Regions from separate parts of the Neogale vison genome. Here region 2 is linked to region 1. The links are chromatin contacts, called in public Hi-C maps. All regions are on one chromosome and are shown on one strand. The core of a region is the stretch at or near the end of the contact, and the rest is flanking DNA. Distances in the headings are between cores, read along the strand shown. Region 1 has its middle 500 kb from the start of SETD4. Region 2 overlaps RUNX1 (runt-related transcription factor 1).

Evidence for each region. A called contact is a pair of places that touch in the nucleus more often than the background predicts.
Region 2: a contact with region 1 is called in a Hi-C map of muscle, with 5 times the contacts expected there. The contact joins two enhancer-like sites. A contact is called at or near these places in 2 of 3 Hi-C or Micro-C datasets (fibroblasts and muscle).

The regions. Positions count from the first base shown.
Region 1 is chr6:9,388,334-9,391,581 of ASM_NN_V1, reverse strand. No RefSeq gene overlaps it. Among named protein-coding and RNA genes, the nearest start is that of SETD4, 500 kb to the right of the region's middle. Within about 2 kb of position 1,996, the one cell type or tissue checked has open chromatin away from gene starts, as enhancers often do. A contact at or near this core is called in fibroblasts, where this site is marked.
Region 2 is chr6:10,071,312-10,074,695 of ASM_NN_V1, reverse strand. RUNX1 (runt-related transcription factor 1) reads right to left here. Exons shown (of 7, transcript XM_044250971.1): 3 at 105-358. Among named protein-coding and RNA genes, the nearest start is that of RUNX1, 160 kb to the right of the region's middle. Within about 2 kb of position 1,700, the one cell type or tissue checked has open chromatin away from gene starts, as enhancers often do. A contact at or near this core is called in fibroblasts, where this site is marked.

The DNA of each region.
Region 1 (3,248 bases), core at 747-3,246:
GAGAAAGGACTAAAACTCGGGACTGTGACAGATGCTATCAGTGTCCTTAGGCACTCTCCTTGTATACACTGGTCATACATGATACTCAGTTCTCGCTATAAGTACCTGCTGCTCTCAACTCCCACCCCCATGATTTCTCTGGCAGTGTAACGGAGGCTGGAGGTGCTAGGTGGCGAATGCCCTTGGATCAGCTCTCGGACCATCAAGAAAGGAATTAGAGGAGAAATAGTTACCCTTCTCCTCTATGGGTGGGGGGGATAGCTCTGAAAGCTTCTTCCACTTTGTCTCCCAAAGACAAATCTTGCAAATGAGGCACTGATCACTCTTTGCTCTGGACCACATTCTCAAGGATGTTTGTATAGCGAACAGCTTTGTAAAGCAAATAGTCTCCCTCAGGAGCAAAGGGCAAGAACGTTTACTGCCCATTATGTAAGATTAAGGTTCCCTGAGTACAGAATTCCAACCCACTACCTTTGTAGGCAAAATATAGGCCCAACTGGACTATACCCATGGGACTAGGGTCAAGGAGAGTCAACACAATAAAGCTCACACTGTCTACTGCACAACAAGTAACAAAGTCCTTTGTTTCTGATACAAGGATCTCATATCTTCTGCCAGCACCCATGAAACTGTGCCAAGACAACTGACAACCTGTTAGCTTGAAAGTATGGTGGAGATCTTAGACTGCATTGATCTCACATCATGGAAAATGACCAATTGCTGACTGAATTTGAATTTAGCCTGAATTTGAATAATCACTTCTTAATAATGTTTATTTTAAAACTTAGCTCTAGTGTTCAGGTAAGATCCTCATTAAAGTGGAATATTTTGAAAAATAGATCTCCAGTATATATCTGGATATATATCTGAAAAATATATATCCAGATCTCCTCTGGCCACAGAACTTGAAGTTGAACCCCTCAAGCCCCCAGCTGTTGCCAGATATACCAGGGGCTATAGATCTAATAAGACATAATATGCTGATTCTCTCAGATAGTGAAGGTGTTCAAAGATCCAGGGGACAAGGAGAGCCCCCTCTCCTGAGAACAACTGCAACCTTTTCAGCTCCCAGGGTAACAATCAAACACTGATTACTCTTGCTTTTTACTTATGGAACTGTGGGACAATATGTGTTTGTTTGTTGGTTCCCTTGTTACAGGATCCAAGAGTAATCTCATTAAGCGTATGCATCAAAAAGACAATGGAAGAGAAAATACACTTACTGGTGGAAAGAAGAAAAGGCATTAAGACTTTTTCAGGTGAAGAAGGAAGGCAAACTATAGACTGACACTGGAATTGGCAATATGTTTGAAGTCCAAAGGATGTTCACATTCATTCATAGGTGGACAAAGAGTGTGAGTAGCTCCATATATAGAACACAAGGAAGAACTATTAAGAAATTTATCAGCTTCCTGTAGCTGCATGGAAAGCAGTTAGGTTTCTTTCACTTGGAAATGAATCAGGCCTGTCATGACTTAAAAGCCTATATAAACCCCCTTCTCTTTCAAACTCTCTTAAAAACATATATGTGTGCGTGTGTGTGTGTGTGTGTGTGTGTGTATACACAGGAATTATAACATATAGGTTTTTTATTAAAAACCTATAACCCCCTTCTCTTTCAAACTTTCTTAAAAACATATATATACAGGAATTAAATGATTGTATAGTTATATGACTGTGTAATTATATACATTAGAATTATGTGTAAGAATTATATATGACATAGTCATTTCAGAAAAAGATCTTTCTAAACTGCCCATAAACATAAAGGCTTTCTCTACTATTACTGCTTCTCTGTATTGTATTTAAACTTCTGCAGCCACATGTCAGTTATAAAGTATACTGTTAAGATAACATCAAGAAGGTTAGATTAGTTAAACGGCACTATGGGTATGATAATCTTCATTTGAAATCAGAGACCAAAAAGACTCAAAGCTGGAGCAATAATTTCACTCTTACTTAATATGCTTTTCAGATTAATCTAAGAATGACACCAAAAGGCCAAGATAAGAAATGCAGGCGGTGAACACAAGCAAACTCCTTTTCTTAAAGAGCATTTTTTATTAGAAATGAATACACTCATGTAATAAAGTGGTAGGTATTAACAGTGTCCTAAAACACTTCAGTTTTCCATTATTATGTTTGTTTAAGAACTTTTAGTTTCAAACAGAAATAAAATGAGCTTTCACTCCAAATATTATATTTGCCCAATCTAATTTATATTCATTTAATTTATATTCATTGCCCAATCTAATTTTGACACTGATTTTGTAAACTATTTGGTGAAGAGCAAACATGGGCTACACAGTTAGTTACTTAGCATCTGTGATATACCAGGCCTTGTGCTTGTATTGGATTCAGAGGGATGAAAACCAGTTAACGCCCTTAAGGAGCTCAAATTCAGATTTTTCCTTCAAGATAAAAAAAAAAAACAAACATATGACTTAGTTTTTTTCTCTCCAAAGGCTATACAAGTTGGAATTTGTTCCAAATTTTCTGGAAAATAGACAGCAAGGGGGAAATCAAGACAAGTTTTACTCAGCATGTTCTATATATTCTTTTTTTTTTTAATTTTTTATTTTTTATAAACATAAAATATATTTTTATCCCCAGGGGTACATGTCTGTGAATCGCCAGGTTTACACACTTCACAGCACTCACCATAGCACATACCCTCCCCAGTGTCCATAACCCCACCCCCTTCTCCTAACCTCCCTCCCCCCAGCAACCCTCAGTTTGTTTTATGAGATTAAGAGTCACTTATGGTTTGTCTAGCATGTTAACTGATATTCTAACTATTGTAGAAGCCTCCATTTTCCCCACTGAGGTGGGAAGGGCAAAGATGTTAAAAGTTCTTACTTCCGTATACTTTTTTTTAGGGTGTGTCTTTCTAATTTAGTTGCTTGGTTTCTTAAAATTCCTTCAGCCAGGATGTGATGATTCTGGGTCTGCTGGGGCAAATGGGCTTGGCTGGGTCAGATGAAGGCAAATGCTAAGAGGACCTCCAGTTTATGTAAAAGAGGGAGTCAAGACTCGTTGTAGCCCAGGCAAGGTGCTGAGGACAGAAGACCAGCTAGGGATTGAAGGCCAAGCCTCAGCTGACAATGAAGTGGGCTCCTTTGCCTGGAGTGTCCTTAATGCTAAAGACAGACTGTGAAAACCTATATAATTTTGCAAATATGTTCCACAAACTGTCCTCTTTTACACACATAATTCTAAGGAAAATATCCCACTTTAATTTATGAGGC
Region 2 (3,384 bases), core at 451-2,950, 680 kb before region 1:
AGAACCCGGCCCCGCCCGCCCGGCCGCTGCCCTCCCGGATCGCCCCTGGCCTCCGCCGGCTTTCGCCCGTCCTGTCCTCCCGCCACCCGCTCCGGGCCGAGTACCTTAAAAGCGATGGGCAGGGTCTTGTTGCAGCGCCAGTGCGTGGGCAGCACGGAGCAGAGGAAGTTGGGGCTGTCTGTGCGCACCAGCTCGCCGGGGTGGTCGGCCAGCACCTCCACCATGCTGCGGTCGCCACTCCTCAGCTTGCCGGCCAGGGCGGCGCCGGCGTCCGGGGCGCCCAGCGGCAGCGCCTCGCTCATCTTGCCCGGGCTCAGCGCGGTGGAAGGCGGCGTGAAGCGGCGGCTCGTGCTGGCATCTACGGGGATACGCATCACAACAAGCCGATTGAGTTAGGACCCTGCAAACAGCTCCTACCACGCGGCGACAGGGGCGCGGATCTTCGGCAAGCAGCTCCAGGGAGACCAACATACAAGTTCAGGGGCCTTTATTGCTGCGGGAGGGGGGGAAGGGGACTGGGGGGAGGCGGGTGACCAAGTTACTAACAGTCCAGGAGCGGGGGCAGTTCTGTGATGCCGGTGAGCCTTATAACCGGCAGGGCTCCTAGCAACCGACAGCTTAAATCTTTAAAAACTGGGCGACTAGAATCCAAAGTCAAATGCCGAGGGAAACTGTCTTCTGAATCTTGCTTTGAGAGTTTAACTTCAGTCTCTGGCTGTTAAAAAAAAAAAAAAAAAAACTTCCCGGAGGCAAAAATTCCCATACACTTACTAAAATATTTATACGGAGAGCAAAAGGACCAGCAAATACATAATTTGGAAGTTCCAGTAGTAAATCGCCTGTCAGTTTTTTTTTTTTTCCAGGTGAGTTTTGTCTAAAGTCCCAGTACAACACAAAATATGCGAGTGTCGTCCGTACACAGAGCCACTTTCATCATGCAAAACTGGCTTCGGTCCTCAAAAGCAAGAGCTGCTACTTCCAAAGGTCATGCTACTAATGTATGTGCACGTATATATAAATATATACATTTGCTCTACTTCATAAAATATTTACAATTCAATCTGTAGAGAATTTAAACACAACAGAAATCCATTAATGTACGCTGCTGATTCTTTTTTTAAGTAGCCTTGAAAATAATCTTCAGTAGTTGAAGAAGGGCTGGGCTAGAAATACTTGTCATGTTCTTAATAAATTCTGGCAAAACGCTTAGTTCAGAAAATTCAGTTTTTCAAAGAAAAGCTAATCTTAAAGGAAAAAAAAAAAAAAAGTCCAAGTCGATGACACTCAGAGTACAGCTCTCCACATCTGAGAACTCGGGTTTGGGGATGTTGGTTAAGTTTGTGGCTGATCCTGTGGTTGGTGGGAGTTGAGCAGCCGCCGAGTCACACGCACGCAGACACGCACTCTTCCGAAGCCAGCCGCTGTCTACATCGACTCGGTGAGTCAGCCCGACTTGGGCAGTAGTGAGACGATCTTCCTCCAACGTCGCCCCAGCGCCGGCCGGTTAAATGCCGGGACGCACCTATACCTACGATCACGATCACCGCGGAACCGCAGCAGGTGGAGCGGGCCTGGAGAGGCTCCGCAGCGCTGATCGAAACAGACCGGGCGGCTCGAACTATACACGCAGTCACACTCCCACGCACACTGCCACGCACACGCAACTTCACGGCTTGCCTCGAAGCACAGCACACTTTCTCCTGCAGTTGTCAAAGGAAACAACCGGGGAAAAGTTCACAGGCAGGAAAGAAGTTGAACAGCCAGCCAAGAAACCAATTCATTCAAGAAAGAGAAAGAAGAAGAAAAAAAAAATCGTAGCTCCAACGCAGGTCAAGAAGAAGCAGCGAGGGTTGACTGTCTTCTGGCGTCCCCAGGAGCCCCAGGAAGAGGTGCCTGCCCGCGCAAGGCCGGGCAGCGTGGTGCCCTGGCTGGGTCCGGCCGCGGGGCGCCCGTCCCGCCTGCGCCCGCTGGCTCTATGAATGAGAGTGCCTGGAAATGAACGTGCTTTTACTGTAAGCCCGGCCCGAGGAATTCCATTCCCTCAGCTCGTTTGCATAGGGGCGGCCGCCGTCCAATCACAGGCCTTTCCGGTATCAGCCAGGGCGCGGCTCACCGCCGCGGGCTCCTGGAATTGGCCCGCGCGCCCCCGCCGCCGCCGCCGCGCGCTACTGTACGCGGCCTCCGCGGAGAGTCCGAGGCTACCGCGGCCTCCCCGCTCTCCCCGCGCACCCGCATCCACGCACGCACACGCACACGCACACACTCACACATTCGCCCGAGGCCCCGCCCTGGTGCGAACCGCGGCCCTGCGTCTTTGCACACATGCACAGTCGCGCGGCCGCCCGCCCGGGGCTGCAGTGCGCAGCGGCGCCACTGGCGGCCGCGGTCTGGAGACGGAGGATGTGGAAGGAGAGGAGGCTGGCTGGCCCAGGGACGGCTGGGGCCGCGCGCCGTGCCGCGAACGGCCCCGGGGCCGGAGACCAGCCGGACGGAGGCGCCCCTCGCTCCCTGGAGATGCAGCGGCCGCCGAGAGGCTCCCGGGACCGGCGCCGGAGCCCCGGGGCGGCCCCAGGCCCTGCGCGGCCACCCGCGGCCGAGCCTCTGCTTCCTCTGCGTGGGTGGGATTCGGCCGCGAGGGGGCCGGAGGGCCGAGGGCCGAGGGCCGAGGGCCGAGGGCCGGGCCGCAGAGCGGCTCCGCGCGGCCCCAGAGCCGGGTGGGCAGCAGTAGAGAAGTGGCGCTGATTCATTTAGTGAGGCCAGACGGTTCTCGGTCTCCACAACATGGTTTTGTGTTTTTAGTTTTCTCTCTTGGTTTGTTTTCTTTAATTGGTGTTTTCACCGCGTCTGGGCTGCGGCTTAATTATGCAGCGCGCCCCACTCAGTCTGAGTGTGCTTCGCGGCGAGCAAAGGAGTGTCGGGATCAGAAAAGACCCCAAAGAACAAGCTCGGGGAAAGTTGAAAGCATCCGCTGGGCTGTTTCCCTGTTCTGGGAGCGTCGGCTCCCCCGCAGGCGGCACTGAAAGCCCCCCGCTGGGCCCAGGTCGCCCGAGCCCTGCACCCACCTCCGGCTCCCCGGAAACGGCTCTGGCTCCTCTCCCCGCCCCCGCCCCCGCGCGCCGGAGCGGCCCGGGGTGCTGAACCCACCCTGGCTTTGCGCGCGGGCGGGAACTTCCCCAGCGTCGGTCCCCGCGGCGCCGGGGGCATTTTCGCGGAGCTTAGAAGGGCCCCACCCCGGCGCGCAAGGCCCGTTCCCCCCTCACCCCCCACCCCCGCCTGCCGAGGGGCTCCCTAGCTCCCCGGGGACCCACTCCGCCCCCATCACCGCCGTGGGGTCCTCATCACCCGGGGGGAGGGCTCTCACCCCACCCTCAAAACGGAGACATC